3 separate regions of the Mus musculus genome follow, and all the other regions are linked to region 2. The links are chromatin contacts, called in public HiChIP or PLAC-seq and promoter capture Hi-C maps. All regions are on one chromosome and are shown on one strand. Each heading gives the region's core, a stretch centred on a gene start, on an enhancer-like site or on the middle of the called end of the contact. The rest is flanking DNA. Distances are from core to core; before and after follow the strand shown.

The links. Promoter capture Hi-C pulls out the DNA fragments that hold promoters and counts their contacts. HiChIP or PLAC-seq counts read pairs in DNA pulled down with a chosen protein or histone mark.
Region 1: a promoter capture Hi-C map of liver shows a contact between it and region 2, with 2.1 times the contacts expected there. The contact joins the promoter of Card19 here to the enhancer-like site in region 2. A contact is called at or near these places in 8 of 39 promoter capture datasets (the 3T3-L1 cell line, the HPC-7 cell line, cranial neural crest and 3 more), 2 of 484 Hi-C or Micro-C datasets (CD4 T cells and the G1E-ER4 cell line), 7 of 115 datasets of contacts at active chromatin or transcription factors (craniofacial prominence, double positive thymocytes, embryonic basal ganglia and 4 more) and 1 of 9 other capture datasets (pancreatic islet).
Region 3: an H3K27ac HiChIP or PLAC-seq map of extraembryonic endoderm stem cells shows a contact between it and region 2, with 5 times the contacts expected there. The contact joins the promoter of Wnk2 here to the enhancer-like site in region 2. A contact is called at or near these places in 7 of 39 promoter capture datasets (embryonic stem cells, frontonasal cranial neural crest, hippocampal neurons and 4 more), 3 of 484 Hi-C or Micro-C datasets (embryonic stem cells and spermatogonial stem cells) and 9 of 115 datasets of contacts at active chromatin or transcription factors (T-cell acute lymphoblastic leukemia, craniofacial prominence, embryonic forebrain and 6 more).

The regions. Positions count from the first base shown.
Region 1 is chr13:49,213,894-49,217,956 of GRCm38.p6, forward strand. It overlaps Card19 (caspase recruitment domain family, member 19), which reads right to left and starts at 2,133. Exons shown (of 6, transcript NM_026738.2): 1 at 2,044-2,133. The coding sequence starts at 2,050.
Region 2 is chr13:48,851,718-48,855,890 of GRCm38.p6, forward strand. The region is part of intron 1 of Phf2 (PHD finger protein 2); the gene reads right to left. Among named protein-coding and RNA genes, the nearest start is that of Phf2, 17 kb to the right of the region's middle. Within about 2 kb of position 1,989, at least 45 of the 459 cell types and tissues checked have an H3K27ac peak or open chromatin away from gene starts, as enhancers often do. A contact at or near this core is called in the G1E-ER4 cell line, extraembryonic endoderm stem cells, liver and 1 more, where this site is marked.
Region 3 is chr13:49,146,096-49,150,153 of GRCm38.p6, forward strand. It overlaps Wnk2 (WNK lysine deficient protein kinase 2), which reads right to left and starts at 2,233. Exons shown (of 30, transcript NM_001290313.1): 1 at 1,667-2,233; 2 at 457-1,139. The coding sequence starts at 1,137.

The DNA of each region.
Region 1 (4,063 bases), core at 883-3,382, 360 kb after region 2:
GGCAGCCACTGGGTATAATGGAGACTCGGGCAAGGCTCTGCCTGGATACCAGGCTCCGGTAAACAAGGCCAGGAATGCCTTTACTAGATAAAGAAGAGATCATTCTGTGCAGAATCCATGAGCCTTTCCCTGTAACTTCCCTCCCTGCCAGCTCGTACCAGAAACTTGGCTCTGTCACCTCATCTTCAACTTCAGCAGCCCAGACCTAAGTCCTCACTCTGGCATTTGGGACCCTGAAGCAGCTGGTCCCACCTGCCCTTACTCTGCTCCTAGGGTCCCAGAGCCTTCTGTCTGCAGCTCACTAGAGCCAGGACCCATGCAGCAGGCTGGGAAGATGTGATTGATTTATGCCCAGTTTATTTAGCCCCCTTCCAAGAATTCACAATTCTCCTGGGGTCCAGAACTTGAGCATCGACTCCCCTCTGAACCACTCCCATAAGTTCTTGTCATAGTACTTGGTTTGGCTTAGATCACTCGCTCCATACTATACTGCCTATTCTGTGAAGACACAACTCTCAGTATCTATCACCACCAAACACACACACTTTCTCTCTCTCTCTCTCTCTCTCTCTCTCTCTCACACACACACACACACACACACACTCACACTCACACTCAGAGGCAACAAAGACTAATGTGTATGGCAGACCCTCAGCTGGTGCACCAGGGCACTGAGCCAAGAATGAACAAGGGATCTGTCGCCCCAGGGCTGCCCATCCAACCCTCTCAGACTTCTGCTTTTCAGTCTCCATCTCCCACTAGAAAAAGGTGGGATGCTTAGAAGTGTCAAAGCGCCAGCAAGTAGACTGCAGAGAGGAAAGCGTATTATTGCCACAATCAAGGCCTGCCTGTGTCCTTCCAGCTAAAAGTTCTCCACCCCCACAACTACCTGTTCTCCTGGAGGTGGGATGTCTCATTTTCCATGGGTATCCTGTCTCTACAATGGGCCCTTGGAGGCCAGCACAGGCGAGATCTGTCCCACACATCCTGATGAACTTACTAGAGGATCTGGGAAACCAGAGGCTGAGGCCAAGGCTCCCATTCTGCTCCTACCACTGACCAGCAGGGTGGTCTGGGGGCACTTACCCAACCTGAGATTTTATCTTCCCATTCCTACACAGACATGAGAATATTCCTTCTGCCCCCAAATGGCTATTCTGAACAAGAGTGTATATTAGGGGCTCTACACATAATGCTCAGAAATTGCAGCTCCAAACAAGAAGGGCCTGGAAGATGGGGTCTCCTCTAACCTGTTCTAGAAGTCACCAGGTTGCAACCTATGAGGTCTTATTTTTGTGCATGCCCAACGCTGACTCCAGTTTAGAGACCCCTGGGATTTCTGGGGTTACCTCATCTCTCTGGGCTATCCCAGGTGAACTCTGCCATATGAAGTACAAGAGACTCCCAGAAAAAAAGTGCATCTGGTAGCTATCACGTTCCCTAGGCTCTAAGGCAGCAGGGGTCCCTCGCTGACTCATCCTCTCATCGGATCTTTTACCGAGAGAACTTAGCACAGCAATGTCACTGTGTCCCTCTGGGATCAGGAATAAAGTGGGTGAGTCCCCAGAGCAAAAGGGTTGGGCTGGGGCAACCAAGCCATCCTGGAGAAGAGGGATCCAGTTGTTGGGTCCGAATTCTCTAGACCCATCTAGAGCGGGAAACACGGGCGTCTCCCTGGTACTACAAGCTACCCAGGTTTGCAGCGCCGGTCCCGCCTCCAAGGGGGTTGTGTGCAAGCGGCGCTCTAAAGTCTCAGCAGACTGGCGAGGAGCACCATTTCCCTCTCTCAGATCCATCCCGTCCCGGGACACCGCCCGTTCCGCAGGCGCAGCCGGTGCAGTGCACCGGGAGAGCGCTCACCTGCTGCTCTTCCTCCTCGACCCGCGACGGCCCCCCACTCAGCACCCGAGACCCCTGGCGCCCCCGGCCCGTCGCGCAGAGCCCGGGACACCCCGCCGCCGCGCGCCTCTTACGCCCGCGTCGCCGGCGCCAGCTGACGCCAAGGTCACACGGCTCCCGTCGCCCTCCTGGACCCGCGCCCACCTGTCATGGCGGAGGACACGGCGCCGCCCCGTCGTCCTCGGCTGTCCGCCGCCCGGCGCGAGGGCTCCGGTGACCGCCGCCCGCAGGCCTGGCCCTAAGCCCCGCCTCTTCCCTATAGGTCCCGCCCAGCGACGACATCTTAGCCCCCAAGCCCCTCCCTCCGATTAGCCACGCCCCTTTCTGTACTTCGCACTGGAGACGCGTCAGCCGTGGGGCGGCTCGGGCTCTAAACAACTTCCCTAACTCTATACTACGCGCAGCAGAGAGCTCGGCCCCTGAGGAGCTTCTCCTGTAGCGACGCCGGGAGTCCCGCTCCAGCTAGCATAAGTGACCTAGCGGAGAAACTCAGTACCCAAGTCCTTGTCTGGACCAGAGAACTCAAGCCACGTCCCGGCTCAAGGCTCGCCCCATTCACAGCCTCTCCAATAGCTACCCGGGTCGGCGTCCCTTCGCCTATGCCCTGCCCCTCCTCCCGGTCTTGTGCCTGCTTTTTGCGGAGGTTAGGAGGTTATTGTGAACTTCTCAGTTCAATTTTCTGCTGCTACGCTCTGGCCACCCCACTCCCATCTCCTGGATGAAGAAACCGAGTCTTAAAAGAGACGAGAATTACCCAAGGTCACATAGGAGGTCAAGTCTGGCATAAAAGGCTGGTGGGAGTTCATTGGCAACCAGGGACCGAACGGAAGTCCACAGGGCCTCGACCGGACAGTGATGAATTGAGACTTAACAGAGAACTTAGTGGGTCCTCGTTCTACCAAGTCCCCCATTTACACAGAGGACAAATGGCTGGCATTGCCGCCTAGTTAAGGAAGTCATGTAGTCTGACCGAGCCTCAATTTTCCTAACTGTAAAATGTGTGGCCTCAGGTGATAAATCTTTCTGCCTCCCAACTTGTTTCCCTTCTGTTGTACATAGGCCTGGCTCTTCAAGCTCTGGTACCAACCACAGGAAGGCCCCAAGCCCAGGCCCAGCTAGGAAATGGAGATCTGCGAGGGTCGGGGAGGCAGGACCCTCACAGCCAGCAATGGCAGCAGGCACCAGATTTTGCTTCTCCGCTGGTGCGGCTAGTCTGGCACACTTTAGAGCTGTAACTTGAGATATTGGAACCAGACCAGGACCAAGACCAGGAATGGAGGCCCCAGGTCTGGATGCACTTCCCGGACAGTCCAGGAACCCCCTGGGTCCCTGAGCCCTCCGTGTCTGTCTCTGTCCTCCCCAGTGCTGCAACCTCTCATCTTGGGAGTGAGAGGCTCGAAAGGAATCTGGAGATTGACTTACAAGGTCACTTAGAGCTCCAAACTCTTGGACCCAGTGGTATTGATCAATACATTCCTGCCCCTTGCTAAAAACTGCAGAAAGCGAGGTTTGCTCAGGTTCCCCACCGGCCAGGCAAATGCAGAGTCAGCAGGCAGCTGTCCTCAGCACTAATCTGTGCCTGCAGAGGGGACAGACAGCATGGACAGACTTTGTTCCAGAGCAGGGTATAGGTACTATGTACCTGACCTACATGTGTGCCTGGGCCAGTCTGGGCTAGATCCAAGGGCTACATCTTGCAGGAACCCTGCACAGACCCCATTGGGACCATTCTGAAGGGCTCCAATTATTGCACACCCATCACTGTGTTCTAGCAGTGGGGTGAGACTGAGGACTTCCTGAATCATGCATTTTTAGGCATCCCTTGCCAGACTCCTCATCAGGAAGGCCAGCATTCCACCTTTGTATCTTCCTCTGAACCTGAGGACCTTACTTGGTCCCATGAGAGAAACTGAGGCCCTCACCCCCTTTAGCAGTCTGAGGTAGCCTCCCAACTGCAGGCTACCTGCTTCTTGGCACTCCAGAGTCTGTGCAACATTTGATCCAAGGACAACACTCAAGTTCACAGAGATTCTACATCCTAGACCATATAGGAGTCCCCTTCCCCCTACCTCAAGCCTGCAGGGAGAGAAGACCTTAGTCTGAGACAGGACAGCTACAGGGACACACGGGGCTACAAAACACACCCAATGTCCACTCCAGGATC
Region 2 (4,173 bases), core at 739-3,238:
TACCTGTTCATAATTGCTTAGAGCCACGGAGACCTGAACACCTAGAAGTAACTGTTCAGTGTCTACAAGCACCAAGTACCAGGGAGGGACTGGGTAGCACTTAGAAGAGCCCACATCTGTGAGCAGTCACTGGCATGTGTGAGTACCCAGGAACCTGCCTGCCAGCAATCATTTAGTATCTGTAAGTACCAAGCCTCTGTGAGAAATCACGTCACCTTGGCAAGTGTAGCTTCCCCTCTCAAAGTCCTCCTAGCATCTCAAGTCCTAAAGAAGCTCAAGTTCACTCTGGGAGCCACAGCAGAGCCGTCTCTGGGTACAGGTGGTGCTTAGCGTATCCACACCTGACTGACTCGTTCACTACCCTTAGCTGTGGCAAGGCCAAAGAGCACTAGGGTCCCCAGATACACAAGTACAGAGCTGGTGATAGGATAGCCCACCGCTCTGCACCGTGGTCTCTGTCCTTAGGGCAGAGGAAGATCTATAGGATCCAGGAGCCTAGGAAAGGAGACCCCCACCAAAGGCTGGGCAGAGCCCTAAGCTCCCAGGCCCTGGTGGGGGTAGGGGGCTGGTGACAAGGCAGTCAGCAGGCTAAAGTACTCTCGGGGCTGAGGCCACGGTGGAAAAGGGGCACGGTGTGCTAACAGAGGGAGCTGACCTTCCACCCTCTGCTTTCAAGATCAAGAAGCCTGGGGCCAGCAGCAGTGAGACTAGAAGAGTGACTTCATCACCCATGTCCAGAAACTTCTCTAGGAGTGGGACAACACATCCCAAGCTGACTTCCTTGCCCTCTCTCCCTCTCTCTCTCTCTCTCTCTCTCTCTCTCTCTCTCTCTCTCTCTGTGTGTGTGTGTGTGTGTGTGTGTGTGTGTATGTATGTATGTGTGTGTGTGTGTGTGTGTGTGTATGTTTTATTTGTTTTGTTTTTAACTTTTAGAAACAGAGTCTCGCTAAGTAGTCAAGGCTGGCCACAAATCTATGGCAATCCCCGTCTCTGCCTCAAGCTGGTGTGCACCAACACACTCAGTTTACTTAATTTCTAACTATAGAAGTGCTAGATCTCAAACTCAGGACGAATGTCTAACTGACACTGGCCAGACTCTCTCAGCACCTTAGCCAGGACCTCTTACAGACACATCCTGGCTGGCACACCCCAACCCTTACCCTAAACTCTCCAGCTGGGCTGCGCTTCCCTTCCCCGAGTTTCTCTGAGTCCTATATAACCCAGCTATTTTGGCTGTACTAGTCTCTTGGCCTCTTGGTCTCTGGGTTCAATCTGGACCCTTCCAGATGACTCTAGCTGTGCTCTCCCTTATATCTACAGTAAACCTTCTTATCAACACTAGGGGCGCCAGGCCCTCATTCAATTTTTCATGACTGATGTGGATAACTCACTGGAAAGTATAAATGTGCTTGAGGGGGGACAATATGATGACCTTTTAAACCCTTCACTTTCAAAAATAAAATCTTAGTACTAAAATATTAAATTTAAATATTTTAAAATTTGAACCTGTTTTAACTAATTAATAGCAGCTGTCACCCTACTAATAAATACAGCAAGTCATTTAATGTTACATTGTAAACATTTCCCCCAGTCATTAAACCTGCTGTAAACACATTGTTGGCAACTGGATAATTTCCCATTGTGTGCATACACAGCCATTTATTTAATCACCCCTCAGCTCTATCATTCAGCAGCCGAGGAGTCTTGATTTATTAAATGAATATTCACAACTGTCTCTGTATGTACTCTAAAACCGCTGTGTGGGTTTTTTAGATCTTCTAGATAAAGGGCAGGGTCTCTTTAAAAATCTGAAGCAGGCTCCAGAGCATCTATTCCAGTGGTTTCTAAGGAAACCAATTGTATGCAGATGTAGAGCAAATATCTCTTCCCAGAAGCTTTGGGAATTAAAGCCTTCTCCCTGGATGAAACCCTCAGAGACAGCAAACAAACCTGACTGGAGAGCAAATGCAGTCCAAGGTCCTCTCGACAAAGATAAGGACTCTAAACACAGGAGGTGAGCTTAATCTCCTCAGCCCAGGGCAAGAGAGAGACCTGGAGACAGCTGTGCCCTGTGGCCCTTGAAATCAGAAGACTTCTTACAACGCCAGGAGATCCCCCACTGAAAGAGGGTGAGCTCTATGACTCATCTTGCTGGAAAATTCTAATGCTTATTCTTTGACCTTTTCTTTTTTTATAAAACTATAAAAGATAAGAAACGCAAAGATTAGTAGAGACCTGGATGGTGAACCATGGTCTCCAGAACTGGCCTCCAGATGCGTCCTGATCCTGACTACTGGAAGTTTTAGGGGACTAGAGCAGATAATAAGGGGGAGGACAGAGCCTCCTGCTGGCCCAGTTCACAAGAAGGTGATTGGCTGGAGCTGGGGACAGGCCGGAAGAGGGGTGGACTTCTCTAGGATAGAACAGAAGCAGCAAGTGAACAGAGAGCTGTGGTGCATGGACTTGGGCCAGGACTCTGCAACCTGTGACACCCATGATTGTGGTATGATGGGGGCATGGCCTCACATATAGGGCCAGGAGCAGGTGGCTGACAGCAGGTGAGACACCTAGCCACACCTCAGGTAATTAGTGCCTAGGGACAAATGATGTGCAGATACAGACAAACACGGCAGGCAGAAAGACAAGGCCTGATCCCCTGGCCATCAGTGGGACATTCAGGGACTGCCTTGACAGATTCTCTCAATAAGGCCCACAGACTATAGGGCACTCCTGAAGCTTCACTAGGAACCTACTATGCGAAGACTCAAGCAGTGGCTACAATGTTTCCAAAGACTCAAGCAGTGGATACAATGTTTCCAAATAAGTTGGTGTAAACACTGAATCCCGTGAGAGCAGTCCATTCAAGCTAGGCAACCACCAAGGCGAGGCACTGCCATCATCCATCCTGTGGTGATATCTCAGACAGAGCCACTATCACAAACCTCCCTCTCAACCCCCCCCCCCCCCCGAAAGAGAAAAGGAAATCCCTGAAACCTAGTAGGTCAAGTTCAAAGGAGCCGGGCTGGAGAGAGGACTCAGGGGTTAAGAGCACATATTCTCTCAGAGGCCATCAATTCCCAGAGCTCACAGAGGCTCACAGCAGTCTGAAACTCCAATTACAGAGGATCTGAAACCTTCTTCTGACCTCTGAGGACACTAGGCACACATGTGTAGTGCATAAATATACAGGCAAACAAAACATTCACACACATGAAATTGTATACATAAATGTGTGTGTGTAATTTCTAATCAGAGGAGCTGTTCCCATGGGAATGCATTACCAGAGTGGTACTCACAGAGCCCCCACCTGTCACCCATCACAAGGTGACAGGACTGAGAATCTCCTAAAATGAGGACACTCTGAGCTAAAGCTGAAGCCAAGGTTTTGATGCATGGACCACTGGGTAAAGACCCAAACATTCAAAAGTAGAGATGCCAAGGCTGTGGGAGGTGAGGGGAATCCAGACAGACTGGGGGCTTCCAGTGGTCCCTGTGTCCCCAAGCCCAGAGCTCCAACATCAATGCAAACATCCTAACATGGAGATGCCAGGGTCACAGGAAGTGAGGTAAACTCAGAACAGAGTAAAGAGTATCAGTATTCCCTGTGTCCCCAAATCCAGAGCCCCAGCCTCACTGCAGACAAGGAACAATCTCAAAACCAGGCTACTTGCAAGGTCCCCAGCAAGGCAGAAGGCAGGGGGTACAACACAGTCTGATGGCTGCAGCCAGGCAGACCAGGGCAGCCACCAAACCTGCCTGCCTGAGGTCTGAGGTCTTCTCCGATGAAAGCTCAATTCTGTTACACTGATTTCCTTCAGCGAAGCACGACTCTGTAAGGACCACTAAGCCACAAGAGGTGGCAAGGACTCTAGTCCTCACAGCCTAACCTCCTGTAGCGTGACAGTTTCCCACTTGCTACAAGTGAAGCTTGGACCAAATGCTCCAAAGACAGCTACTGCTCATCCCCTGCCCAAGCATCTGGTTCAGAGGGTGCAGGCTTTAGGTCCTGTGGCACAGTAAATTTACACCCAAAGGAGAGCTGCAGCCAAACCAAAGTGTCCTAGAGCCCAACTTTGACCACATGAGACACCACAGATCCACAGAGTTAATTAATTCCTCTCCTGTCTAGAAAGTGAGATGCACAAGAAACTGAGTAGGAAAATTACCTAGGCC
Region 3 (4,058 bases), core at 983-3,482, 290 kb after region 2:
GTTATCACACATACATCTTGCAGGGTACAGGAAAAATGCTAATTTGAGGACAGCTGGGAGCTTCCAAGCCACCTAGAAAAGGGCCTAAAGACAGCCTTCTCTCTCACTACCCTCCAGTCCCTACTGAGCCAGTACAAGTGGGTTCTGTGGACGGACAAGGAGCATGGGCTGACAGAACGAACCTCCACTGACCACTCCAGAGCCTATGTCACCATGGGCACAGCACATACCCAGCCTTGACCTCCAAGATGGCAAGCCTCAACCTGTGTGTGCACAGGTCCAGAAACAGCACCAACAGGCTAGCCATACACGAGGCACATATCCTGCAGGACACCCACACAGAGGGTGACACATACCAGCCACCATCCCCAGGGCTGCCTAAAGCCCTTCATATGAGCAAGGACACACCCAAGGACGCATTTGCGGACAGCCCACCTGCGGGGCAGCGGCGCTCACCTGCAGTTCACACCATGCTACCTCCACCCAGGTCTCCGTGTCCAGCCCCTTGTAGACCGTCTTGAAGGAGCCCCGGCCCAGCTCGATGTCGAACTTGAGGAAGCGGCCGTCCAAAGAGGTGGCCACGGCCTTGAGGTCGTCCTCATCGTCTTCCTCCTCTTCAGGTTCATCCTTGCGTGCGCGCCCGGGCTCCGGCTTTGCCTCGGTGGTTCCAGCGTCCTCCTGTGTTGGGGCCGGCGCCTCTTCCTGCCTCGGGCCGCCGTCGGGGACCTGCGCGGCTGCGGCTGAGGCGGTGGTGGGATCTGGGCTGGGCTCCTGCGTGCCCGCTCGCTCCGGGCCAGGGTCCGAGGGGACACTCGGGGAGCCGGGAGGCGCAGCGGGCGCGGCGGGCGCGGGCGCGGCGGGGCGGCCCCGGGCGCGCTCCGCGATGAGCCGGCGCGTCTTGCAGAGTAGAAGCACCCTGCGCTGCAGAGGCTGTGGGGGCTGCGCGCTCGGCGTCTCGGCCGCCTCCAGGCCCGGCGGCTCCTCCTGGTCCGACTCCACCACGCTGCGCCGCAGGAAGCGCTGGGGCCCGAGCCGCGCCGCCCTCGCCCGCGGCTCCGCCATGCCCGCCGACCCCGTGCCGCGCCCGGCTTCCATCAGCGCGCCGGGGGCGTCTCGGCGGCCGCCATCGCCGTCCATCTCTGCGGGCCAAGGACACACGGACCCTGCGTGAGCGCCAGCCCCGCCGCACCTGCCTGGGCCGCGGGATGAGACAGCGCCGCCTCTGGGCCCGCGCCCTGCCCAGCCCCACCGCAGAAGTGACCTGCCGGGCGGTCCTCTGCGGGCTCCGGGGAGAGGGCTGCAGACCGGACCCCGAGGCGAGGATTGCAAGGGGATGCCCTGCTTCACTCAGCTCCGAGCCGGGAACACGGCCTGTCTCTAGCTGTCCCAGGGACTCCAGGAGGGACGACCTGCTAGGTGTCCCTGAGGGCTCAAAGGAGCTACAGAAGGGCTCGGGAGGCTGGAGAAAGGGGTCAAGGCCAGTACTGGAGCGACCCCGCTAGGCTATCCCGCGAGCGGGTGGGGAAGGGACAGGGAGGCCGGGGTAAAGGGAAGCACCGGACAGGAGCAGGCTCCACAAAGGACGCGGGCCCGGGGCGCGCGGGGAGGGGGCTGCGGCGGCGCGGCGCGCACACAAAGGCGGCGAACGGGAGAGCTCGATACTCACAGGGCGAGCGGGCGCTGTCCATGCCCGCAGCCCGGGGACCCGGGCGAGCGAGGAGGGCGAGGCCGCGCTCCGGGGCCAGAGTCCTCTCTCGGGGCCGCGTCGCGCTGGGGCGGGGTCCTGGCTGCAGCGGGGGTCGCCAGGCCGTTCTGCTCCTACGATGCTGCTCCCTCGGGCCGGGCCGCTGCGGGGCCGCGCTCCCGCGTGCTCCTGCCGGCTCCGCGCGCCTCCGCTCCCGCACCGGCTCCGAACTAGCGCGCGGGGAGGGCGGGGCTTCCGTTCGTCCCACCCTCCCCAAGACCGGAGCGCGGGGCGGGGCCTGACACGCCCACCTGGCTGCGGCTGAGCGCCGCCACCTGCGGGATGCTCCCCATGGCCTCCACCTGCGGCAAGGGTTCCAGGCCGGCGCCTGGCCCTGAAGCTCTTTGGAAGTGGTCCGCTGAACTGTGGGGCCTTGAGGGGCTCTATTTTCCCCGGAGGTGGCAGGCCACAGACAACGTGACTTAGCCAGAGAGCCAAATCCTGGAACCTATGCCAAGACAAAACAGACAACCTCAGGATATCCTAGGTGCCCAAGTATGGTTGCAAAATTGGAGTGTCTTCTGGGCCTTTCTGTACTGCCAGGATATGGGAAAACCTCACTATCATCCACGGACGTTGGTACCAGTAAGCGCTGTGTCCCTCTTTTCCATTAAGCAAATCCAGATCTCAAAGACAGATGTCCTTTTGCCCTGATCAGTAGCGTGGTGGCCCAAGCCTATAATCCCAACACCGGTGGGGGAGGGCTGTGGGGGGCAGAGGATACTTGATCCAGGAGTTGGGTCACGTGGCAATAAAGGAACCAGGAACCGTCTCAAAAATAAATGAAAAAAAAAAATAGAAAGGATTTCTCTGTCCTAAATCTCAGAGGTCCCAAGATGGAAACTGGAAAAGGTTTCCAGAAACCCCTTGACTTACCATATTGATTGCCATCTTTCCCCACCCTCAACCCCCTCAGGAGCTTCTCTCTCCACCCCCTGAGCTACTCAATTACCCCAGACAAGCCCTTGCCCCGGGCATCTCTGAACCTGACTGCAAGGGTCACAGAAGACTGACCTGATTTCTGAGCCCATGCCAGGCACCTGCACCTGGGCTCACCAGTTGTGATGCACATCATTGGGGTCACTTCACCTGAAGAAAACAGCGCAAAGGAAGTTACCAGCATGTTCTGATCTCTTTGCTCATCCTGATGGTATGGCACCCTGTCAAAGATGCAAGTTACAAATGTGAACCGATGGCCAGCGGCTGCTGGCCTTAGAGCCTTTGACACCAGCAACTCATAAGACAGAAAAGCCAACAGAGGCAACACATCCTTCACGATTAAAGGGAAGCAAATGCAGACAGAGCTGTTACCCAGTGACAGGGTTTCCCTGGCCCTGCTAGGGGCTGTCAGTGGATGCTGATACCAGTCAAAAGTAACTTTAAAAGGCTGATGTTCAAGTCACTTCCTAGCTGAGTTGGGTGGTAGCACACTGTCTCCTTAAAGGGGGAATGCTGGGACTACTTACGTTATGAAAACTGAGAGCCATGAAGTTAGGACTCCAACATATACCCCAGAGACCCAGGGGTTAAATTGTGTACTTGTCACTGGACTGGGCATTTGCCAGATGCCTGTTAATTTATATTATCTCATTTCTCATCTACCTTGGGAGTCAGGCATGAACGTAAAGCCCACTCAACCAGAAGCAGAGCGCAGGTGCCAGCTCTGTGGGTCTGAGTGTCTCTGGAGATGGGGATCCAAGCTGCACCTCCCAAGCTGGGGCAGAATGTGGGTGAGGACCATTACAACTTCACTAAGGAGGCTAAAGACCCCACCCAGTATTGCCTCTCCTAACCTGAGCCTGTAGAATGTAATTTCTCTTGGACAGGGTTTATCCAGCAAAGGCCCTCTGGGTCCTGGCACGTATATGGAAGCTATAATAGGCAGGGCCTGTGTAAGAGAAATCATGACAGAAGAGTCTCAGCATGCTAGTCTGACTGTCTCCCAACAGGACACAGTGACAGCCTGTGGCATATACCTGCTGAGTGACTAGTGATGAAAGCAGCCAGTCACTTACAACACCTAATCGAAGTGTGGTGGTGCATACCTATAACCCTATCACTCAGGAGGCAGAGGCCAGCCTGGGCTACCCAGTGAGACCTCAGCCATACCTACAGCTATTGCCCACACACATTCACACATGTTTGTGAAGAATTATGACCCTACCCACAAAACTGGGCACAGTCCAGGCTGAGACAGATCTCGGAGAGCCTGTGTCTGACTGGGCACCATGTTCTTTGTAACTAACTCCCTGGGTGTGTTTTCCCACAGCCCCACTTGCATAACCTATGGTGAACTCGCTCCCTATGCCAGCCC